2 separate regions of the Sus scrofa genome follow, and region 1 is linked to region 2. The links are chromatin contacts, called in public HiChIP or PLAC-seq maps. All regions are on one chromosome and are shown on one strand. The core of a region is the stretch at or near the end of the contact, and the rest is flanking DNA. Distances in the headings are between cores, read along the strand shown.

Region 1 (4,184 bases), core at 986-3,485, 200 kb before region 2:
TGTCCATTACTGCTGAGCCACAGTGGGAACTGCCATGACTTGTGTTTTGGCAGAGACTCAAAGGCAGGCAAAGGAGTTGGAAAACTCGATAGTGGAAAAAAGAGAAGGCTTCAGGTATGCTCCAATAGGAAGCTGATGGCCTGGGGAAGTCGTTGGTGGGCTAAATAGAAGCGGGGCATCCTGTGTGATTAGTTAGGGGTGCATATTTGGCTTTCTGTAGGCTATCCTAAATTTGAAGTGGGGACAAAATTGAGAAAAGCTGTCCAAAATTAGGGATGCTTAGAAATTGATCAAGTTCTGGTCATTTGGGGCTGATCATTGTAGAAGTTACTGTTTACCCTCCTGGATTGTCACTGGAGATAGCAGTCTGGCTTCCTACAAATCTGACTTCCAGCAGGGTGGCTTCCTGGGTTGTTTATTGGCAATAAAGGGATTGATTTCCCCGGACAGCTTGCTGCAGATTGTGGGTCAGAGTTTCATTTTTAGACATGGTCTGGCCATTGTCCTTTTATTTTAGTTTTGCTTTTTTATTTTATATTTTTAAAATCTTGGCCATTGTCAGAGTTCCTGTCGTAGCTCAGCAAAAACGAAACTGACCTGTAGCCATGAGGACTCAGGTTTGATCCCTGGCCTCGCTCAGGGGGTTAAGAATCCAATCCTGCCTTGCCATTAGCTGTGGTGTAGGTTGCAGACATGGCTTGGATCTGGCATTGCTGTGGAGATTTAAATGATGTAACTTATCTATAGGGCAAGGTATAGGCTGGCAGCTGCTGCTCTGATTTGGCCCCTAGCCTGGGAACTTTCATATGTTGCACCTGCTCTTGTAAAAAAATAAATAAATAAATAAAAATAGAATCTTGGCCATTGTCCATTTACATGGTCAGTGTCTCAGAAGTATTCTGACGGGCCATAGAAGGAGCAGCAGGGCAGGCCTCCTTCCCCAAGGCAGTTTTTCCCTCTAGAGAGGAGAGTGGTTGAATTTTGGGGACCTGTGGCAGCGTTTTCCTCTTCTCAGCTTATTGATGTGAAGGAGGCTGGGAAGACTGCCTGGAAGGAAGGAGCATGGCAAGATAAAGCTTAATTGGCTTCATTTGAGCTTTCTCTTTTTCCCCCTGGCCCGGTGGCATATGGAGTTCCTGGGCCAGGGATCAGTTCCGAGCCCCAGTTGTGACTAAGCTTCAGCTGTGGCGATGCTGGATCCTTAATCCACTGCTCAAGGCTGGGGATCGAACCTGTGTCCCATGCCTCCAAAGACACCACCCATCCCATTGCACCACAGTGGGAATTCCATCATATAAACTTTTTAAAGGAAAAGGAGTTTCTTTTCTTTTCTTTTTTTTAAAGAAAAGAGCCTTTTTATTTTTTTTGTATTATTTTTCTTTTTAGGGCCTCATCTGTGGCATATGGAAGTTCCTGGGCTGAGGGTTGAATCAGAGCTACAGCTGCTGGCCTACGCCACAGCCACTGCAACACTGGATCCTAGCTGCATCTGTGACCTATGCCACAGCTTGTGGCAATGGCAGATCCTTAACTCAGTGAGTGAGGCCAGAGATTGATCCCAAATCCTCATAGATACTAGTTTGGTTCCTTAACCACATGATGGGAACTCCATTTCTGTTGTTTTAAGCCACCCCATGTGTCATACTTTGTTACAGTAGTCCTAGGAAACTAATGTACATGTAAAATAATATTCAGCTTCACTATATATGTAAGAAATCAAAAATAAAATGCATCACTATTCTTTATACCATGGTTCAACTTGTTAGGTAGCAGGATAAGACCTAGTGCAGGTGAAGATGAGGGGAAAAGGAACATTTATACAATGGTGGTGGAGATTTAAATGATGTAACTTATCTATAGGGCAAGGAAGAACACTTGACAATATATATCAAAAAGCATAAATACATGAAAACTCCTTGACCCAATAATCTTTCTACAGGGAGGAACCTAGAGAAATAATCAGACATGTTTGGAAAGATATGTGAACAAGAATGTTTAGTACAGCATTTATAGCCTTCCATTTTTTTTCATTTTTTAAATTACTCAAATGAATTTATCATTATACAACTACAGATGTGATAAATTCATTTTAGCCTTCCATTTTTGGAAGCAACTAATTACATAACTGTAGAAAATTGGCTAAATAACTAGTGAAAGGAGGAGTTCCCATCATGGCACAGCAGAAATGAATCTGACTAGGAACCATGAGGTTGTGGTTTTCGATCTCTGGCCTTGCTCAGTGGGTTAAGGGTCGGGCGTTGCTGTGAGCTGTGATGTAGGTTGCAGATAAGGCTCAGATCCCATGTTGCTGTGGCTGTGGTGTGGGCCAGTGGCTACAGCTCCAATTCAACCCCTAGCCTGGGAACCTCCATATGCTGTGGGTGCAGCCCTAAAAAGACCCCCCCCAAAAAAAAACAACAAAAAACAAAACAACCTAGTGAAAGTACTATACAATGGAGTACCCTGAAGACATGAAGGTGCTGTGTGAGTGGTTTCTGTTGACATGGATTATATTGAATTGATCGAGTTACTTGAGAAATCAAGTAACAAAAGAGCCTGTACAGAATGATTTTATGTTTATAAGAAACAAACAGGAGTTCCCGTCGTGGCGCAGTGGTTAACGAATCTGACTAGGAACCATGAGATTGAGAGTTCGATCCCTGGCCTTGCTCAGTGGGTTAGGGATCCAGCATTGCCAGTGAGCTGTGGTGTAGGTCGCAGATGTGGCTCGGATCCTGCATTGCTGTGGCTCTGGCATAGGCCAGCAGCAACAGCTGTGATTCGACCCCTAGCCTGGGAACCCCTAGAAAAGGCAAAAAGAAAAAAAAAACAAAAAAAACAAAAAAAAACCCAAACCTGTATATATCCACAGAAAGAAGTTTAGTGAGTTACACAATAAAATGTTAAGCTTTGTTACATATGGGTGATGGGATTACAAATGATTAGAATTTTCTTCTGAATGTTTACACAGAGTTTCCATGTTTTCCTCAATAAATATGTCTCCCTCGGTTACACAAATATCCTCTCAAGTTAGAACATCCCATCATAATTAAGGAGCGAGAGAGTGAGAACTGGTCAGCTCTTGTAATACTGCAAGTCACTCAAAACAGCAACACTTTACAATTATAATTTTTTATTCTTCCCCACAAAGCCTTAAGGCCACATCACTGCCCAGATAGACTAAGTGGACAAAAGGAGCATGGGAAAGTTCTGGCACACAGCAGGGAGCTGGCACTGTGGATTTTTGTTTTCATCTTGATTTCGTCTGTAATCACAGCTCTGCCCACACGGCTTTAATGAGAGCGTCTCCTTACCTGGCTTCCTGAGCAAGGCATTCCTTCCCTCTTGGATCACAGAATGCCATGCTGCTTCTCCAGGACATGACCCATCCTAGCTCAGCGCCTCCTTGCCAGTAAGTCGCTCTATCTTTGGTACCAAGAATTTCATTGCCATAAAGCGGTGTTCCCCGCCCCCTCCGCTTCTCACCTCCTTCGACTTGAAGTAAATACCCTCCTATTCAGTCTCCTGCTGTCCTGACCATGTCAATCATTTTAAGGGTTAACAGAATTATCTTTCCTCTGTCTGTAGCTTTGGGAAAGCAGGTGAGCTGAAGAAAAGGGACACGATGGAGCTTTGACTTCTATTCTGACGGGCTTGCCAGAGGATGCACAGTCCTGCCCAAGAGGCATCCTGATAATGTGTTTACAGGAGTTAATCATAATCAGAGGATCTGTTATTAACATCTCCATGTACATATGTATATGCACATATATACACATTAGGATCTACGAGGTGTTCCATAATTGTTATTTATTTTAATATTGAGGATGCTTTTGGTTGGGCTGATTTTTTTTTTTTTTTTTTCATTTTGGGCTGCCCCCCGGCATACGGAGTTCCTGACCCAGGGGTCAGATCCCAGTCACAGTTGTGACCTATGCCACGGCTATGACAATGCTGGCTCCTTAACCCACTGGCAGGGGATTGAACCTCTGTTCCAGCACTCCAAAGACGCTGCTGATCTGATTGAACCATATCGGGAACTCCTTGGCTGACTTTTTCCTTTCATTCTTCTGAGCTCATCAGTGAAGTGGAACTTGGATGATTAAGGACAGACATTGGAGTAGCTTTTCCTTTGAAGGACAGATTTGTGATCAGAGGTTAAGCCTGTCAAATGGGACTGGTCC
Region 2 (3,833 bases), core at 660-3,159:
ATCAACTACGGGTTTTCCCCTCGGCCAGCGAGGGGATGGATGTGTGTGACCCAGCTGGAGGGAGGGAAGACTGGTCAGGGGTTTCTTCTTCCCAGAAGTCAGTTGACCCCACCCAAGGTGGGCAGTGATCCCCCCGAGGGTGCTGCAACATCCACCCTGGGAAGCTGGATGGGGGAGGGGAGAAGCTCACCCCATCCCTCATCCAAGGAAATGCAGCGGGGCTGCCAGCCTGGATGGGGAGGTTGTCACCACGCCCTGCCCAAGATGCCGTGGGGGTACCTGCACCTCACTCCAACCTTTCTTGTGTCAACTTCCTGAGTGGCAGGGGCAAGAATCCACCCAGAAGAGGCAGGGAGGTGGCAGTAGCTGGGAACACAGGATCCGAGTGCCCCCTCCCCAGCCCCCTCATATTCCACTGTCCCAGGGAACTTCACTCACAAGATACCAATGCAAAGACAAAACTGTTCAGAATTTCAAGACTGCAGCATCCTGGTGTTAGTCCCCAAGGCCACCTGAGCCCAAGGATCTGCGACCACAAGGGTTGCATACCCATGAGGGTGCCCCTGCCAGCAGATGACCTTATGTGTCTGCACGTTACAGTACTGGAGATTTCTGGAAACGGAAGAAGGAACCTCTATGCGTTATGCAATCAGCATGAACTAAGTTAGAATGACTTCCTAAAACTGAACTCTGAAAAAAGATGCTGGGATGGCCATACAGAGGCTGTGCCACCTGTGGGGTAGCCCGGAAACGACAAAGACAGGCAAACTTCTGCGCTGTGACCCGCCCCCCCACCCCAGTGCTCAGGATCAGTGCCCCCTGCCCCGGCCGTGCATGCTGTGAGGGCTCCTTTCCCCTTTTACTCAGAGTGTAGACACAGAAGCCCTTGACTCTCAAGGAAGAAACACGCTTGGACAGATAAAGCAATTTGCTCACAACTTTCGTTTAGGCTCTTGACATGAGAAACATCTCAGAAACTTCAGACTGCTTTTACTGCAGGCCTGGCCTGGATTTCCCAAATATTCCTACAGAGTGTTGAACCACTCATCTGGGCTGGAGTTGGGTGGGTGGGTGGGGGGACAAAATGGGGTGGGGGACGAGGAGAGAAAGGTAGTAAAATCACACATCTGCCCCGAACAATTCTTTCTTGCCGCTCAACAGACACTTTTTCTTTTGGCCATCCTGTGGCATATGGAGTTCCTGGGCCAGGGATCAGATCCAAGTCACAGGTGCAGCAACACGGGATCCTTAACTCACTGTGCTGGGCCAGGGATCGAATCTGCGTCCTGGTGCTGCAGAAACACTGCCGGTCCCGCTGTGCCACAATGGGAACTCCTGTTTTTGTTTTGGTTCATTTGAAAAAAAATTTTATTGGAATATAGTTGACTTACAAAGCTGTGTCAATTTCAGGCATTAAGCAAAATAAATAAGTTATATGTATACACATATCCTTTCCTTTCCAGATTCCTTTCCCATATCAGTTATTACACTGTATGGAGTAAATTTCCCTGGGCTATACAGTTGTTCCTTGTTACCCGTCCATTTTATATGTAATAGTGTGCATATATCAATCCCAACCTCCTCATTTAACCCCCCCCCCCCGTTTCCCCTTTGGTAAACATAAGTTTGGTTTCGAAATCTTTGAGTCTGTTTCTGTTTTGTAAGTTCTATTGTATCATTTCTACTAGATTGCACATATTACTGATCTCATATGACATTTGTCTTTCTCTGAACAGTCACGAACTTTGGAAGCACGCTCTTGGGGGTCCCCTGGGCAGATCTGGGAGGCCAGGTTTGTAATCCACGCACCAAGCGTTAAAGTGAGGCTTTCCTTCCAAAGGCAGGAAAAATCTGAGTGGTTCCACACAGTCAGCTGGGAACTTGTCACCATCTGCCTTTGCTGGCACTGCCACAAACCACTCTGGGTCAAAGGTAGCCAGTGACCTGCGGTACCGAAAGGAATGCTCTGCATACCTCTTGAGAGGAAGTGCCACTGGCTTGTCACAAACCATCCCTGAAAGAACAAACTGACTTCCCACCTTCCTCCCTGGCCCCGTATCCCACCAGTCACTACAGTGTCTGGACTCCACACCAACCTTTGCTTAAACAAAATTGCCACAAGAAAGCAAACACTGCCTGACTGCAGCCAGGACAGAACAGAGCCACTCACCAGTCTCCAGGGAGTGCGGTGGCGGCGGCGGCGGGGGTGTGTATGGGGGGGTACGGGGCTGAGGGGGAACTGCCCCAGCCTCAGAGCGAGTTCCTTCATCCCCTCTGCTCCTCACCTGGATGCTCCCAGCCGCCAGACTTGCAAAGATGTTTGGAGAACTAATTAGAGTTTGCAAAACCACCATGATCCACAGATGAAAGACACTGGGTTTTTATTCATAATTGAAGCAATATGAGAAGAATGGTTCCTTTCTATACCCTTATATCCCATGGAAAACAACTTCTTAGTGCTCTGGGCTCTCTCTGCAATCTTCAGTGGAGACCCTGTGATGGGAGGTGAAGCCTCTGCTTTCCCTAAGAGGGTCCCAAATCAAGAAGACAAGGTCAGGCCTCTTTCCCTTCTCAGGTGGGTGGGTACCACTTATTGGGCAGGTGCCAATCCCAGGCTTAGCACCAGGCTTTTTACAGGGATTATCTTATTTAGTCTTCACTATAACCCACAATATAGGGCACCTCCCGGCTCCCCTGCCTTTTGGTCCAGCCCATGGAAACACCCAATTTTACAGATGAAGAAACTGAGGCTTAGAGAGGTTGTGAAATTTGCCCAAGCTCCTGCAGTCAAATTCATTTCTTTCTTTCTTTTTTTAATAACTTTTTTTTTTTTTTTGTCTTTTCTAGGGCTGTACCCGCGGCAGATGGAAGTTCCCAGGCCAGGGGTCGAATCGGAGCTGTAGCCACCAGCCTACGCCACAGCCACAGCAATATGGGATCTGAGCTGCATCTGTGACCTACACCACGGCTCACGGCAACGCCAGATCCTTAACCCACTGAGAAAGGCCAGGGATGGAACCTGCAACCTCATGGTTCCTAGTCGGATTCGTTAACCACTACGCCACGATGGGAAGTCCCTGCAACCAAATTGAAACTCAAGTCTGTCTACCTCCTGTGCCCGAGATAGTGTTTAATTATTACCTCCCCACACAACAGTTACTTGGACCATGGCCTGTCACGACACACTGGTAGGTGTGTATTTACCATTTTCATCCCCTAAATGAGCCCAGACAACAGATTCAGCAGACCTAGCCTCCACATTTGATCCGCCTCTTCCACAGGTCACTTCTGAGGCCTCTGGGCATTTTCCCACTGCCTCCAGGGGCCCCACCCCCCACGAGCAAGGTCTGCTGAGAAGGGTTAAGGGTGTGACGCCAGACTCCAGACCGTCCCATCTTTGTAAGGCCAGCTGTCCCAGACTGCCAGCCCCCAGGGATCATGCCTGCAAAAGCTGGGCTGTGTAAAGGCCTTCCAGAAACATGTGGCCTTGGCAGGCTTCAAGCTCCTCAGACACACAGGAAATCCCTCCCTGGAGCACCTGTGTGGGACAGTATAGCTGCAGGGACAGCCGCCACAGTCCGTGGCTGGGGGAAGCCAACACACACCTCAGATGGAGGCTTGGCAGCCACTGAGGCCTCTCACCTGAAGTTCAAAGCTGGACGCGTGTGCCACAGGGCCACCCAGCCAGCCCCCCTCTGGTATCCCTGCAAGGCTGCTCCTGCCAGCATCCTATTTCTATTTAAATAGCTGCAAAGAGGGGAATCCCTGGATTGTGAACTTGAAAAAGAAAAAGGGGGTGGCGGAGAGGGGAAAACCATCTGCAAAGGAAGAAA

What was found. HiChIP or PLAC-seq counts read pairs in DNA pulled down with a chosen protein or histone mark.
Region 1: a contact with region 2 is called in an H3K27ac HiChIP or PLAC-seq map of alveolar macrophages. The contact joins two enhancer-like sites. A contact is called at or near these places in 1 of 47 Hi-C or Micro-C datasets (liver) and 1 of 2 datasets of contacts at active chromatin or transcription factors (alveolar macrophages).

The regions. Positions count from the first base shown.
Region 1 is chr3:72,181,277-72,185,460 of Sscrofa11.1, reverse strand. No RefSeq gene overlaps it. Among named protein-coding and RNA genes, the nearest start is that of FAM136A, 7.5 kb to the left of the region's middle. Within about 2 kb of position 2,235, at least 1 of the 83 cell types and tissues checked has an H3K27ac peak or open chromatin away from gene starts, as enhancers often do. A contact at or near this core is called in alveolar macrophages, where this site is marked.
Region 2 is chr3:71,978,762-71,982,594 of Sscrofa11.1, reverse strand. The region is part of intron 1 of TGFA (transforming growth factor alpha); the gene reads right to left. Among named protein-coding and RNA genes, the nearest start is that of TGFA, 32 kb to the right of the region's middle. Within about 2 kb of position 1,909, at least 10 of the 83 cell types and tissues checked have an H3K27ac peak or open chromatin away from gene starts, as enhancers often do. A contact at or near this core is called in alveolar macrophages, where this site is marked.